Regions from separate parts of the Canis lupus genome. Here region 1 is linked to region 2. A link is a contact called in public Hi-C data. All regions are on one chromosome and are shown on one strand. The core of a region is the stretch at or near the end of the contact, and the rest is flanking DNA. Distances in the headings are between cores, read along the strand shown. Region 1 holds the start of MRPS33 (28S ribosomal protein S33, mitochondrial). Region 2 holds the start of SSBP1 (single stranded DNA binding protein 1).

Region 1 (7,049 bases), core at 1,605-4,104, 620 kb after region 2:
CGCCTGAGTGGCTCAGTGGTTGAGTGTCTGCCTTTGGCTCAGGTCGTGATTCCAGTCCCAGGATGGAGTCCACATCGGGCTCCCTGCAAGGGGTCTGCTTCTCCCTCTGCCTGTGTCTCTGCCTCTCTCTGTGTGTCTCTCTCATGAATAAGTAAATAAAATCTTTAAAAAAAAAAAAAAAGATGATGTGAGTTTTAATTCTTGCTGTGTCTAATGGCAAGGAATATTTGCCATAGAATATGATGAGTAATGAAACTGTGTACGTGAGAGGCTTTCCATTTTACCACAACCTAGAGTAGGAAGCATATTTTACATTATGATCCGATACATGCATATTGTTTCATGAAACAATAATTACCCTCATTACATGTGATGCACTCTGATAGTCCCATTCTAATGTCTTTTAATGCTGCTCAGAACCTACTAAATTGATTTCATGACCAACTAATGATTCATAGCCCACAATTCTATTTTTTTAGACATTTTATTTATTTATTAGAGAGAAAGAGCATGAGGAGGGTGGAGGAGCAGAAGGAGGGAAAAGCAGGCTCCCCACTGAGCAGAGACCCTGTCACAAGGAAGATCCATCCCAGGACCCTGAGATCATGACCTGAGCTGAAGGCAGACGCTTAACTCACTGAGCCACCCAGGCGCCCCTCATAGCTACAATTTTAAAACGTTGAGCAATAGGTATAGAAATTTATAATGAGGGATGCCTGGGTGTCTCAGCAGTTGAGCATCTGCCTTTGGCTCAGGGCGTGATCCTGGAGACCTGGGATGGAATCCCACATCGGGCTCCCTGCATGGAGCCTGCTTCTCCCTCTGCCTATGTCTCTGCCTCTCTCTCTGTGTGTCTCTCATGAAAAATAAATAAAACTTTTTTTAAAAAGAAATCTATAGGGACACCTGGGTGTTTCAGAGGTTGAGCGTCTGCCTTTGGATCAGGGCGAGATCCTAGAGTTCCGAGATCAAGTCCCACATCGGGCTCCCTGCGTGGAGCCTGCTTCTCCCTCTGCCTGTGTCTCTGCCTCTCTCTGTCTCTCATGAACAAATAAAATCTTAAATTAAAAAAAAAAAAAGTTGGGAGAATCAAAGAAATGATTCTATCCTAGAGCCTCTGGAGGGCGTGTGGTCCTGTCAACACTTTGATTTTGGCCCAGTGACACTGTCTTTGGACTTCTGGCCTCCAGAACCGTGAGAGAATAAAGTTCTGATGTTTTAAGCCCCAAGGTTTGTGGTATGTTGTTACATCAGGCTCAGGAAATTAATAGGAACTCCAAAAGCTTCTTAATGAGAGTCATATTGCAAAGTGCCCAGAGTGTTACCAAAATCCAAGTTTAGCTGCCTGTCACTCATAAAGACAATACTCAAGAAACAAGTTTTGATTGGAAAGGAATATGAGCTTTTTTTTTCTCTTTTAAGATGTTATTTATTTACTCATGAGAGACACAGAGAGAGGCAAAGACACAGGCAGAGGGAGAAGTAGGCTCCATGCAGGGAGCCCGACGTGGGACTCGATCCAGGGTCTCCAGGATCACCCCTGGGCCAAAGGCGGGGCTAAACCGCTGAACCACCTGGGCTGCCCAGAAAAGAATATTGATCTTTATACAGGAGGCCAGCAACCTGGGAGAAGGCAGACTCTTGTCCTAAGACCAACTCCGAGGCTTCTGTGGGGCCAAGGATTTTTTAAAGGGGTTCAGGGTGGTTAATCAGTAAAGGGAGTGCCATGGTCCATAACATTTCTTGTACTGTGCAGACTTAATGGTGCCAGCTACAGAGGTTTTCACAGCACACAGAGGCTGTGCAAGGGAGTCTGGCTCCTTAGTGTGGGGCACTGAGGTTGCCGGCACGTGCAAAGGGTCTGGTTTCTGTTTCCAGACATGCAGAAGGGCTCTATTCTTTTCTAGGAAAGAATGCATGATCTTAAGATTTAAAAAAGAAAAAAAAAAAAAAAAGGTTTCATTAATCAATCACATGGGCTAGGGGTGGTTGCTAAAGCTTCAAGACTATTAGGTTGGCCAGAAAGACAGAAGCAGCTTCAAGAGTAGCCACTTGGGGCACCTGGGCGGCTCAGGGGTTGAGCGTCTGCTCTATAGGAGGGAAGAGAGTGTCAATAGGATGCCCTCCAGGTATAGGGCTGGCTGCTCATGTGCCCTATTTCCAGGGTACATGTTACAGTCTTTATGAAAAGCCTCGAAGAACGCTCAGAAAATAGTGTTCCCAGCCCAACTCTCAGTCGATAAATGCTTCGTACAAGGCCCAGGCGGTGTGGCCTGCCTGACAGCCGGTTTAGCACGGAGGGAAATACAGGAATTCTACGATCTGCGGCGGAGTCAGACAAATACCCCATCCCTCCTCCCTGAAGAAGCTTCCGGGCCAGCGGGGAGACCCGCAGGCAGCCCAAATCTACCCTAATCCTGCGAAAGGGAGTCGAGAATGGCCTTCTACAGATGGTACTAACGGTCCACTAGAGGAGGAGCGGGAAGGGGAACGGGAGGGCAACGGCCTCCCCGATGGGCCGCAAGACCCTTCGGCCCCAAGTCAGGCAGTGTCCCCGGGGCGCGTCGAGGCCTCAGCTGGATGCAAAGGGAAAGAAAACAGGAAGAAAGGAGGAACGGGGGGGGGGTGTCTTCCTCCTTCACTACGTGGCACGCGCATAACCACTGTGGAAGGCAGCACCGTAGGCATTTCCCAACAAAATACATTCAGCAAACCCTGCAAGACGTTCCCGTAGGGCGACGATCTCCGTAAACCACCTCCGCGCTCCGCCTACGCGGCGCACGCCCCTCACTGCGCAGGCGCCAGGGATGACCTCTGAGGCCTCCGAGCGAGAGCGCTAGTAGTTCCGGGTTCCCCCGCGCTCCGCTCTAGCCGCAAGCTTCCGCTTCTCCGCTGCTCTCGGTGGTAGGCTCCCTCCCGCGGGAGCGTGGAGCCGGGCCGGGGGGCGGGCCTTCCGGGAGAGGGGCGCGTGCGCGTGGGAGAGGAAGGTCGCGAGTAGGTAAGGGTGTCCGAGAGCTTGGGGGTGACGGGGGTGACGGGGGTGGGGGGTCTGCCATGAGAGACGGGCGGTCGTTGGGGAGGTCCTGCAAGGGTCTCCGACCGTCTAGAGTCCCCAAGAATAAGAAGAGGCGAGTTCGTCATCAACCAGCTCGGAGGTTTCACACCACCCTGCAAGCAGGGTGACCCTTTCCTGCGTAAATTGGGGACTTTACCGAACGCAGGACGCTAGCGTAGCTTCCTCCCCGGCGCAGTTCCTCTCTCCTGGTTAGGAAGCGTGCACGGCTCGGTTCCTCAGCTCATCACACGGCATTTCTGCACCGTAGCTGGGGGAGAGGAGATGCAAATTAATTTTGTTGCCAGTTGGAAAAAAAAATATTTGCGGGTGCCTGGCTGGCTCGATGGGTAAAGCGTGCGACTCGACCTCGGGGCCTTCGAGCCCCACCTTGGGTGCAGAGATCATAAAAAATAAATAAATATAATGCCGTACCGAGGCGAGCGCCGGCTGACTTGACACCTGCTTCCAGCACAGGCAAGCGGGATCCGGTCAGTTGCAGGGGATCGGAGGCGTTGTCGTCGGACTGAGTCCAGCGGGCAGAGGTTCAGAGCCGTTCACGTCCCTACGACCCAGTGGATCGATTAGTACCAGACTTTAAGAATAATACAACATCACGTTTAGGTTGTTTTTCTGTGAGCTACGTGTGCAGAAGGTGTGGGTTCCCCGAGGCCTGAGGAGTAGGAGCGCACCCACCATGCACCTGAGTTTTGAGGTCAGCGTCCACGCAGGGAGGCGTCTACTTGTTCTCAGGTCGGAGGTGAGGAAGCCCATGTAAAGGACCGTCACTGCTGCAAACACGACGTCGCCATCTAAGCGCAAGAGTCCAGAGCTGGTGCTTTCCGCTAACCAGTGGTTTTCTGAGAAACTGGAGAAAGCTCTCCCCCCGCATAATTTGCGCACACACACACACACACACAGGCACGCTTCGTACCGTTTTAAAAAGTTGCAAGGGATTCGCCGCGCTCAGGGATACCCAGGTTAGGAACTCCAGCTCTTCAGCTGCCCTTTTCAAAGGAAAAAGGCAAAACTAATCCAGAGCCAAAACTTGAACTTTCAAATGCACCAAATCTATCCTAAAAATCAAAGAAACTTACCCTTTTATGCCAAAGTAAAAAAAAAAAAAAAAAAATGCATTTTCTTGTGTGGGCTTAACATGTCTTTCTCCAGCCCAGCACATTTGAAAATACATGTGTGTGTGTGTGTGTTTTATTTATTTTTGCTTAGCATTTCCCACTCCAGTTAATTTTTCTTTATTCTGTTTTCTTAAGATCACATTTAAGGAAAAATGACGTTTTTAAGTGACTGTCTTGTACAATGAAAATTCACTGATGTAAATTATTTGCCTTTAATGTCTTGAACATAATCATTCTTTTATTTTAAAGATAAAATTGGAAGATTGTGTAAGGATGCACACTGGGTCCTGAAAAATCCTAAGTAAGGCTCTCTCCCCAATTAAAAAAAAGAATTTAAGATAGTAAAAAGTGACCATCTGATAGTCTTAGGACCAGTATTTACGGACAACAGAACTGTTTAGCTGTTTTAGTCTGTGTTAAAAGAAAAGCATACGAAGCTCCTATGCCTTTCTTCGTCAGAGATATATGTCTGGTCTGTGGAAGGAGACTACAAAGTCTCCTTTGTAATTGTTATAATCATTTTCAATTTTCTTCTGTTTGGCAAATGGATCTTTATTACTAGTAAGGGATTCAGGTTTGAAGAGGCTTATTTCCTTTCTCCATCATAAAAGTTTTAGGACTTGGATTTTGTGGTATAACCACGTCCCAGTGGATTCTAATGAGACCTCATTACTTCTCAATGTCCCAGTAATTTGCTACATTGCAAAGTGGGCCTGCACAGAAGTTAACATCCTGTGGTGGTTTCAGTGACCACTTACTTTCCCAAGGAGTCCCTTCCTCTTTGCTGTCTGTCAAGTTACCAAGCTGCTGGTCCCCTCCCTTGTGTTTCTCTGGCTGTCAGTTTTTATAAGTAAAGATGTCATTCCAGGGATTTAGAGGTTTAGCTGCAGGAGTGTGTTTCTCCTGATGAGATTAGATGAAGACAAGGAATAGGGGGCACCTGGGTGGCTCAGTGAGTTAAGTGTCTGACTTCGGCTCAGGGTCACGATCCCAGGGTCCTGGGATTGAGCTGCACATGGGGCTCCCTGCTCAGTGGGGGGCCTGCTTCTCCCTCTGCCCCTGCTCATGCTCTCTCTCTCAAATAAATAAAAATCTTTTTAAAGATGTATTTTTAAAAAATAAATAAGGAAAAGGAATAAATAACTGTGCCCGACTAGATCCTATGAACCCCAAACTTAAAAACATGTTTAGGTTTTTTTCTTAAGTTACCCTTTACGGAGTGCGACGGCTTTAACTTATCCCTCTTATTTCTAACTTATTTCCACAAGCTTTGTTTCCCAAAAAGGAAAGTCAGATTTAGAAAACCACTAACTTTAACCCAGCCAATAAATGGCAGAGCCAGGATGCAAACCCAGGCCTCAGGACTCCATGCTGCCTCTTCATTTAAAAATATAAGGTGAAGGAATTCCGAACACATAAGTGAGAACACTGCAACAAAACAATAGTTCCTGACCACCAAATAACTGATTGTGAAAAACTGTGCACTTGAAACAGAAATCTATTTAAATGCCATTATAGCAATTAAGCAAAAACAAAGCAAAGTTGACTAAGAAACCATTATTTTTAGTTTTGTTTTTTTAATCTCATGTTTGAAAAAAGATAACTTTCACTGAAGGGAGAGAAAAAGTAAAGCATGCAAAGACACTGTAGCCTCTAAAGGCAAATCTGCAAGGCACTGATTTGTTACTATTTCCTATTTATACATTAAACTGTTAATGCCCTTTTTTTCTCATTGATGAAACTATAACCCTACCCCTAAGGAGGCAGCCCAGCCCACTCCTGCCCACACAATGGAGCTAGAGTTGAGAAGGAAGTGAATCTGAGAATGGGAGTGCTGAAAGGAAAAGGAGGAAGCAAGGCTTGCAGGTGATCTCCAGTTTGGAGGGACAGGGAAGAGACCCTGGATCCGACAGTTTTCCCATTGCTGGCCTTCAGATGGCACTATTGGCTCATTTGGTTGGTGTTCAGATTGTTAAATGGTTTGAGATTGACATTCTGCGATTAGTTGGAGGTCAGCCTCTGTTCTTTCAATGCATCTAGAAATAGACATGAAAAATTCCTTAATTTAAACACAGGTTTTGGGTTTGTTTGTTGTTTTTTTTTTTCCTTACAAGAGTTATTTTGAAATTTACTTGGCCTCATTCTTGTTTGGGTTTTAAGATTTTGTTGTTGTTGTTGTTAATAGTAAACTCTGCGCCCAACATGGGGCTTGAACTCATGACCCCAAGATCAAGAATCACGTGCTTTACTGACCGAGTCAGCCGGGTGCCCTAGAGGGTCGGTTTTTTTGTTTTTCAGTTTTTTTGTTTGTTTTTGTATATTTCTCCCATTGTTCTTTCAAGATAGGTCTATGCCTTTTTTTCTGTTTATCAGTTCCTTTTCATCCCCACAGAACTGCCCCCAAAGATGGTCTCTCATCTCAAAGGTTCTCATCTCACTACAAAATTTCACATAAATTAGCATATCCTGCCAGAGGTGACCTCTACATCTGGTCTGGAATGGAATGAGACAGTTATTTCACCAACAGCATTCCTGATTTTCATGTATCGCCCATATAATTTTTTATATATATTAGCTGTAATTTCTGCATATGACATATTATTCTTGTACTTATTTCAACATTCTGTGCCTCTAAAGAAAAAGTTACTGTTTTTAGCTAATGACTTAGCTAGTATGCATTAAGACAATATAGAAGATGGAAGATAACCTTATAACCTATAAGTCCTTCTATTCAGGAATAAAATGAATCTTAAAGAGCTGCTGAGCTATCTCTGTTTTGTTTTTCCCAAACGGCTCTCAGTCTCTAGGCAGAATTCAATCCAGCAACCTAGAGGCTAAATGACCTCATAACTCATTAGCAG
Region 2 (6,123 bases), core at 2,211-4,710:
CTCTTTATTTTATCTTAAAATCTTAGACTATCTTTTTTTGAAAAAAACTATATGGTTAAAAGAACAAATCTGAGCTCTGAAAATCTTTATACATAAATATATCTAAGTATATATATTTCTGTGAAAGAATAGCTTGCACAAACTTCCACTCCCTCAGGCAAACAGCACATGACCCTGGGAGACTGAGGTCACCAAACAGGACTCAAGGAAATTCTACGAGGCCCCTGCAGCCCAATGGGGCAAGGCCAAGAGGGGAGAGGCAAACAGGAGCCAAGAGCCTGGGGATCAGCAGATTACACCCTAACTAGTTAGTGCACCTCGTCTACAATATTTGCACATTGCCATAAACAACATACTTTGAACTTGGAAATTAGCTATTACTTACATCTTTCAAGAACCAAGCTGCTGGCTATTTCAGACTCGCGTCTCACAAACTGATGAAATACCTAAAGTGGAACAAACAAGTAGAATGACTTTAATTTGGAGGAAAGGGAAACGCAAACAGAAAACCTGCTCACACTCAGTCACCATGGGGTCAGCGGCTCCTACAGCACACATATGCCCAGAAGACAAGCGATGCACTTCATGTGTTCCCCCATCACAGCACCAGAAGGAGCAAGCAAACGCTGGTGGGCCGACTGCCACAGAAGCCCAGGGGTAGACTCCTAGATGGCATGCACAGGAGAGCTAACCTGGAATCCTCTTTCTTTTGTGGCAACCCTCCGGACTGTGGTGCTTCCGTGGTCCACACAAAGGGTTAAAGTCATATATGTGTTGGAAAAAAAATCATGCTTTTGACGGAGCAAAGAAAAAAGTCTAAGATAGAGACAAATCTGATTCACTGATAAAATACAAAAATGGGACTAGTCAAGTCAGTCTGTCAGAGGAAGGTAGTACCTGACACAAAGTAGCAACATTCAGTGACATAAGCCATCACTACTGAACACCAGCTAAGTGCTTTACCTCTTACAAACCAGTCCTTGGAATAAATCTATGAACTATGCAAAACTGGGACCCCTGGATGGCTCAGCGGTTGAGCATCTGCCTTCTGCCCAGGGCGTGATCCCGGGGTCCTGGGATCAAGCCCCACATCGGGCTCCCTGCGAGAAGCCTGCTTCTCCTTCTGCCTGTGTCTCTGCCTCTCTCTCTGTGTCTCTCATGAATAAATAAATAAAATCTTAAAAAAAAAAAAAGACTCCCCAGCATTACCATTCCCTGCTGCCCAGCTCTCCTGTTCATCAAACTCACATGGGGTTACTATAGGTCAGTCACTAAACTCATTCTTTAATATGACAAACAACTGATACATTCACTTATGCCCCCAAGGCCTAAAAGCTCCCTTCTGTACTGGTTTATTCTTTCCTGAATGGGGAGTAAATTTTTATAAGACTACCTCACCCGAGTTCATTCCCCAGTAAGAAACATCACCTGCTCTGATTTCAACTTTTTAAAGAAGTAGCCTTCTGTTGCCCAAAGTCTGTGTTTTTCATAGTCCAAGTGGAAGAGTAAATATCTCACATCCTTGTCTTTGGTTTTAAAAGTCATCATGTGATGCCTGGGTGGCTCAGCAGTTGAGCCTCTGCCTTTGGCTCAGGACGTGATCCTGAGGTCCTGGATCAAGTCCCATGTCGGTTTCCCTGCATGGATCCTGCTTCTCCCTCTGCCTATATGTCTGCCTCTGTCTCTCATGAATAAATAAATCTTAAAAAAAAAAAAAAAAAAAAAAAAAGCTGCTAAACAGATGTGTAGGTTAAAGTGAAGATCCAAATACAGAGTCAATTCTACAGCAGACTGGGGGAGACATGAGAACAGGTTTCAGAGAGGAATTGATTCTTCACCAGTCTTAACAGGATGGGGACTAAGAGAGGTGTTACAAACCAGAACCTATAAACTTGGTGCCCAGACTTAAGTGAGGGAAACAAGTGGTTTGGGCTGGTGGAGGGCTTGGAGAACTAAGGAGTCAGACTGGTGGGAGGGAGCACATCTGCGCTGACGGCTGACTTCCGCTGCAGCCCTTAGCACAGGGAGATGGGGTGGAAAGATGAGGGCGGGGGAGGCCGGTGGTCAAAAAAGGAACCCCATGGGCAGCCCGGGTGGCTCAGCAGTTGAGCACCAGCCTTCAGCCCAGGGTGTGATCCTGGAGACCCGGGATCAAGTCCCGCATCGGGCTCCCTGCACGGAGCCTGCTTCTCCCTCTGCCTGTGTCTCCCATGAATAAATAAAAAAAATCTTTAAAAGAAAAAAGAAAAAAAAAAAAAAAAAAAAAAAGGAACCGCATGCCTCAGAGAAGAATGCTGGAAATGACTCTCCTAGTCTTTAGCTCACGCAAGACAGTAAAGGCTCTGTAACTGATGTAAACGCAAGTTACGTGTTTTAAAAAATTGACTCCCCCCCAAAAAAATAAATAAAAAATAAAAATAAAAAATTGACTCCCGTTATATAGGCAAGCTGGAAAACCTTTGTTGTCTTTGAGAACAGCATTTACTCAGATGAAATCTGCCCCTGATCCTAGCAAAGGAGTACACATCTCCCTCTCGTAGGTCCTTCGCCTACCGAGGTCAAAACCCTGAAGAAGCCTCATCACCTGTGCTGGACGAGAACGCATCTCAACACCATCACGGAGAAGCGACTGATTACCTGTAATACGGGTCTTCGAAACATGGCTTCTATTTGCTTTTCCTACAGTGTAGTGTGTGGTCTTCCCCTGGAAAAAAAGAGAGAGAGAGAGATGTCACTTAGAGCAAGAGCACAAACCCACTAATCCTAACGTCCCGACTACATTCCTAATTTTACGCAGTCCCCCTCGCGACCATAAACATCCCTGCACATTTTACCAGGACTCTTCCTCTCAAATGAAAAAAAAAAAAAAAAGAAGTTGAAGTCGTTTTTACTCCCCTTGCTTCTTCCTCTAACTCCTACCAAAAAAAAAAAAAAACTGATTTTTTTTTCCCCACTCGCATTCCACGGTCTTCTCAAATTCCAGCAAAATGCAAGCCCCCTTGAGTTCCCAATTAAAAATATATATATATGTAAGAAAATAAAAATGCAAGCCCCCCCCCTTCCCAGGGCTGATTTATATTGACTGCCACATCCAACGCTCCTAAGTTTGTTCCTGACCCATAGTGGAGGCCCACCAAGTATGACAACGTCACCAAGGGATGTAAATCTGAAACCTGGAGCTGCTAAAATCACCGCCCTCCATGCCGGTGGCAAAGCCCACGGAGACCCCGGGACTCCCCCCCACCCCCCCGGCCCCGGCCTCCCCGCAGGGACGGGCGGGTCCCCTTCCCAAAGGTGGCGCTCCTAACCCACCCCGTAAAAGGACCTGGGAAGTGACAGAAAACCCTGAAGTCCTCCGCACGGGGGAGAAGAAGAGCCGAGACACACACACAGCAGCCGCAGCACCTCCTCGCCATCAGCAGCGACGAGCTCCCGCTCGCCCCCTCCCGCACCGGAAGCTCTCGCGGGTTCAGCGTCACCGCCACAAGCACTTCCGGGGGACAGGGAGAACGCACGCCTCGCGAGAGGAATGAGAACGCGGAACGGCTGCGGCGTGCGTCGTAGAAACGCTCCGGGCAGCGCTTCCGGAAGCGACGCGGTAGTTCCGCCAGCTTCTTTTTTTTTTTTTTTTTTTTTTTTTCCACCTCCGGGCGGAAGCGGATGAGGCAACGCCGCCGAGCGGTGAGTAGCGGAAGTGATTTCAAGTTTCTAATAAAATGAAATGATTGGACGAGCTTCCCCTGTGGCCCAGGAGGGGCCGAGGTGGGCGAGGGCAAAGGATGCTCCGCCTGCGGGGGGAGCCTGCGCAGGTCCAGGCAGGCCTGCAGCGGGGAAACCCGGGGGAGGAAGTCGAGCTGAGAAAGGAAAAATTAAGGGGATGCAAAAAAAAAAAAAAAAAAAAAAAAATTGGCGATCAAAATAATATTTCAGGAAGAGTCAGGGTGAGATTTTTAAGAATGTTAGTTCAAAAAAGAAATCTGTGATGAACAAAAAATAAAAATAAAAATAATTTTTTTTAAAAAAAAAGCAAAATTTTAATTAAATTCTGAGCCATATTGAATCCTGAGGCACAAGAGGGGGGAAAAAAAAACGTTCGTTTTTACATATACCTCCCCCACCAAAAAAAAAAAAAAAAATTCCATGATATTAAAATACTTGAATATCGAAAATTCGAAGAGAAGGTTTATTAAAACGCACCCCATTAAGTTTATATTATTTATGCCAAAACCAGAAGTCAGTGTAGTTCTACTTTCCTGGCTTCCCTGGAAGTAAATTGATGCATAATATTTACAGCAATCTACTTATTATGCTTTCCTTCTTTCCAGCCGTGGGCCTTGCATGTGCGACCATGTCTCTTAACCAAGTTGCAATCTTTGTTTTTTTTTTCTTTTTTAAGATTTTATTTATTTATTCATGAGACACACAGAGAGAGGCAGAGACACAGGCAGAGGGAGAAGCAGGCTCCATGCAGGGAGCCCCACATGGGACTCAACCCCTGGCCCCCGGGGTCAGGCCCTGGGCTGAAGGTGGAGCTAAACCGCTGAGCCACCCAGGCTGCCCTAATTTTAATATCTTTAAAATATTGCATTAAAGTGTCCTTGAGCTTGGTTGCTGTGTTTCTTGGCACCGTCAGCCTGGGTCCTGCTCAGTGGGAGGGTACTGGGGTGGTCCAGGTTGCAGGACCTGGGCCAGAGGCGGCCTCCCCAGGCCTCTCCTCTGCTGGCCCCGGGGGCCTGTCCTGGGTTCCCCGCCAGACCAGTCTAACAAGCAAATTGCCATCTGGGGACCCTATACCTAGAGAGGTCCTCACTGGCCCATTTTTGTCTCAAAAGGAGAAAACACAGACTACTTAACATGGCTTCCAATGGACATTTTAACCTGCTCCTAAAAGCCTGGCTGACGAGCTGGTACATGCTAGACGCTTACCTCCCGTTTAACCTCTACCTTCACAATGTTCAGCTCCTGAAACAGCATGTTGTACTGCCTTCAGGCCTCGCGCAGTTATTAATGGTCCCACACCCACCGGCCGTGGTGCTGCTGTCAGTGCCCTGCAGTCATCTCCTGTTTAAAAATCTCACTTCTAGGGGCTCAGTGCAAGTCTAACTCTTGGTTCAGGCTCGGGGTCCTGAGATCCAGCCTCACCTCAGGCTCATGCTCAGCCCAAGCTGGCTGGAGACTATCTCTCCCTCTGCCCCTTCCTCCCCTACCTCTAAAATAAATAAAATCTTGGGACCCCTGGGTGGCTCAGTGGTTGACCATCTGCCTTTGGCTCAGGGCATGATCCTGGGGTCCCGGGATCGAGTCCCGCATCGGGCTCCCTGCATGGAGCCTGCTTCTCCCCCTGCCTGTGTCTCTGCCCCCCCCTCTCTCTCTCTCTCTCTCTCTCTCATGAATAAATACATAAAATATTTTTTTTTAGAAAATGTTGAAAAAAATCCTTTAAAAGAAAAATCTTCCTTCTACTTGAGCTGTTCAGATGAACGAAAGCAAAATAAGCAAAATTCATCCTTTCCTCCAAAACCAATTTACCCCTTCTAAACTCTGTTTACTTTAATGGTACCAACATTATCCCTGAGTTGAACTTTGGAGTCATCTTTAAAACCTCTTCCTAATCACCTACATCCAGTTTATTCATATCTGCTCAGCCCTAAATTTATTTCATTATACCATGACCTCTCCCTCTTTGTATCTGCCCATACTTCTGAGGAGCGCGGAAAGGGTTGTTTAGAATTAAAAAAGCAGAAAGCATGCCAATTGAAAACAGCCTTGAGGAAACTCATAACTTTATACATAACATCTTAATCTAAATAGCATCTTAAACTAATCTCAATTCTCAGACAGGAATTACCAATACACATGTTCTTAGACTATTGGACCAAATTGTATGTGCTGCTTTCTTTTTAACTCTTAACAAGAAAAACATTAAAATATACAAAATATATAAATGTGGGCAGCCCAGGTGGCTCAGTGGTTTAGCACCGCTTTCAGCCCAGGGCCTGATCCTGGAGACCCGGGATCGAGTCCCACGTCGGGCTCCCTGCATGGAGCCTGCTTCTCCCCCTGCCTGTGTCTCTGCCTCTCTCTCGCTCTCCTGTGTATTCTCATGAATAAATGAATAAAATA

The links. Hi-C and Micro-C count contacts between places; a contact is called where the count stands out from the background.
Region 1: a Hi-C map of blood shows a contact between it and region 2, with 4 times the contacts expected there. The contact joins the promoter of MRPS33 here to the promoter of SSBP1 in region 2. A contact is called at or near these places in 2 of 9 Hi-C or Micro-C datasets (both in blood).

The regions. Positions count from the first base shown.
Region 1 is chr16:7,863,659-7,870,707 of UU_Cfam_GSD_1.0, forward strand. It overlaps MRPS33 (28S ribosomal protein S33, mitochondrial), which reads left to right and starts at 2,855. Exons shown (of 3, transcript XM_038559383.1): 1 at 2,855-2,998. LOC111090230 (a long non-coding RNA gene) reads right to left here and starts at 5,219. Exons shown (of 7, transcript XR_005371238.1): 1 at 3,987-5,219; 2 at 3,756-3,864; 3 at 3,488-3,617; 4 at 2,715-3,323. LOC111090231 (a long non-coding RNA gene) reads right to left here. Exons shown (of 6, transcript XR_005371236.1): 6 at 5,618-6,224.
Region 2 is chr16:7,243,027-7,249,149 of UU_Cfam_GSD_1.0, forward strand. It overlaps SSBP1 (single stranded DNA binding protein 1), which reads right to left and starts at 3,461. Exons shown (of 7, transcript NM_001252279.1): 1 at 3,326-3,461; 2 at 2,638-2,704; 3 at 386-446. The coding sequence starts at 2,661.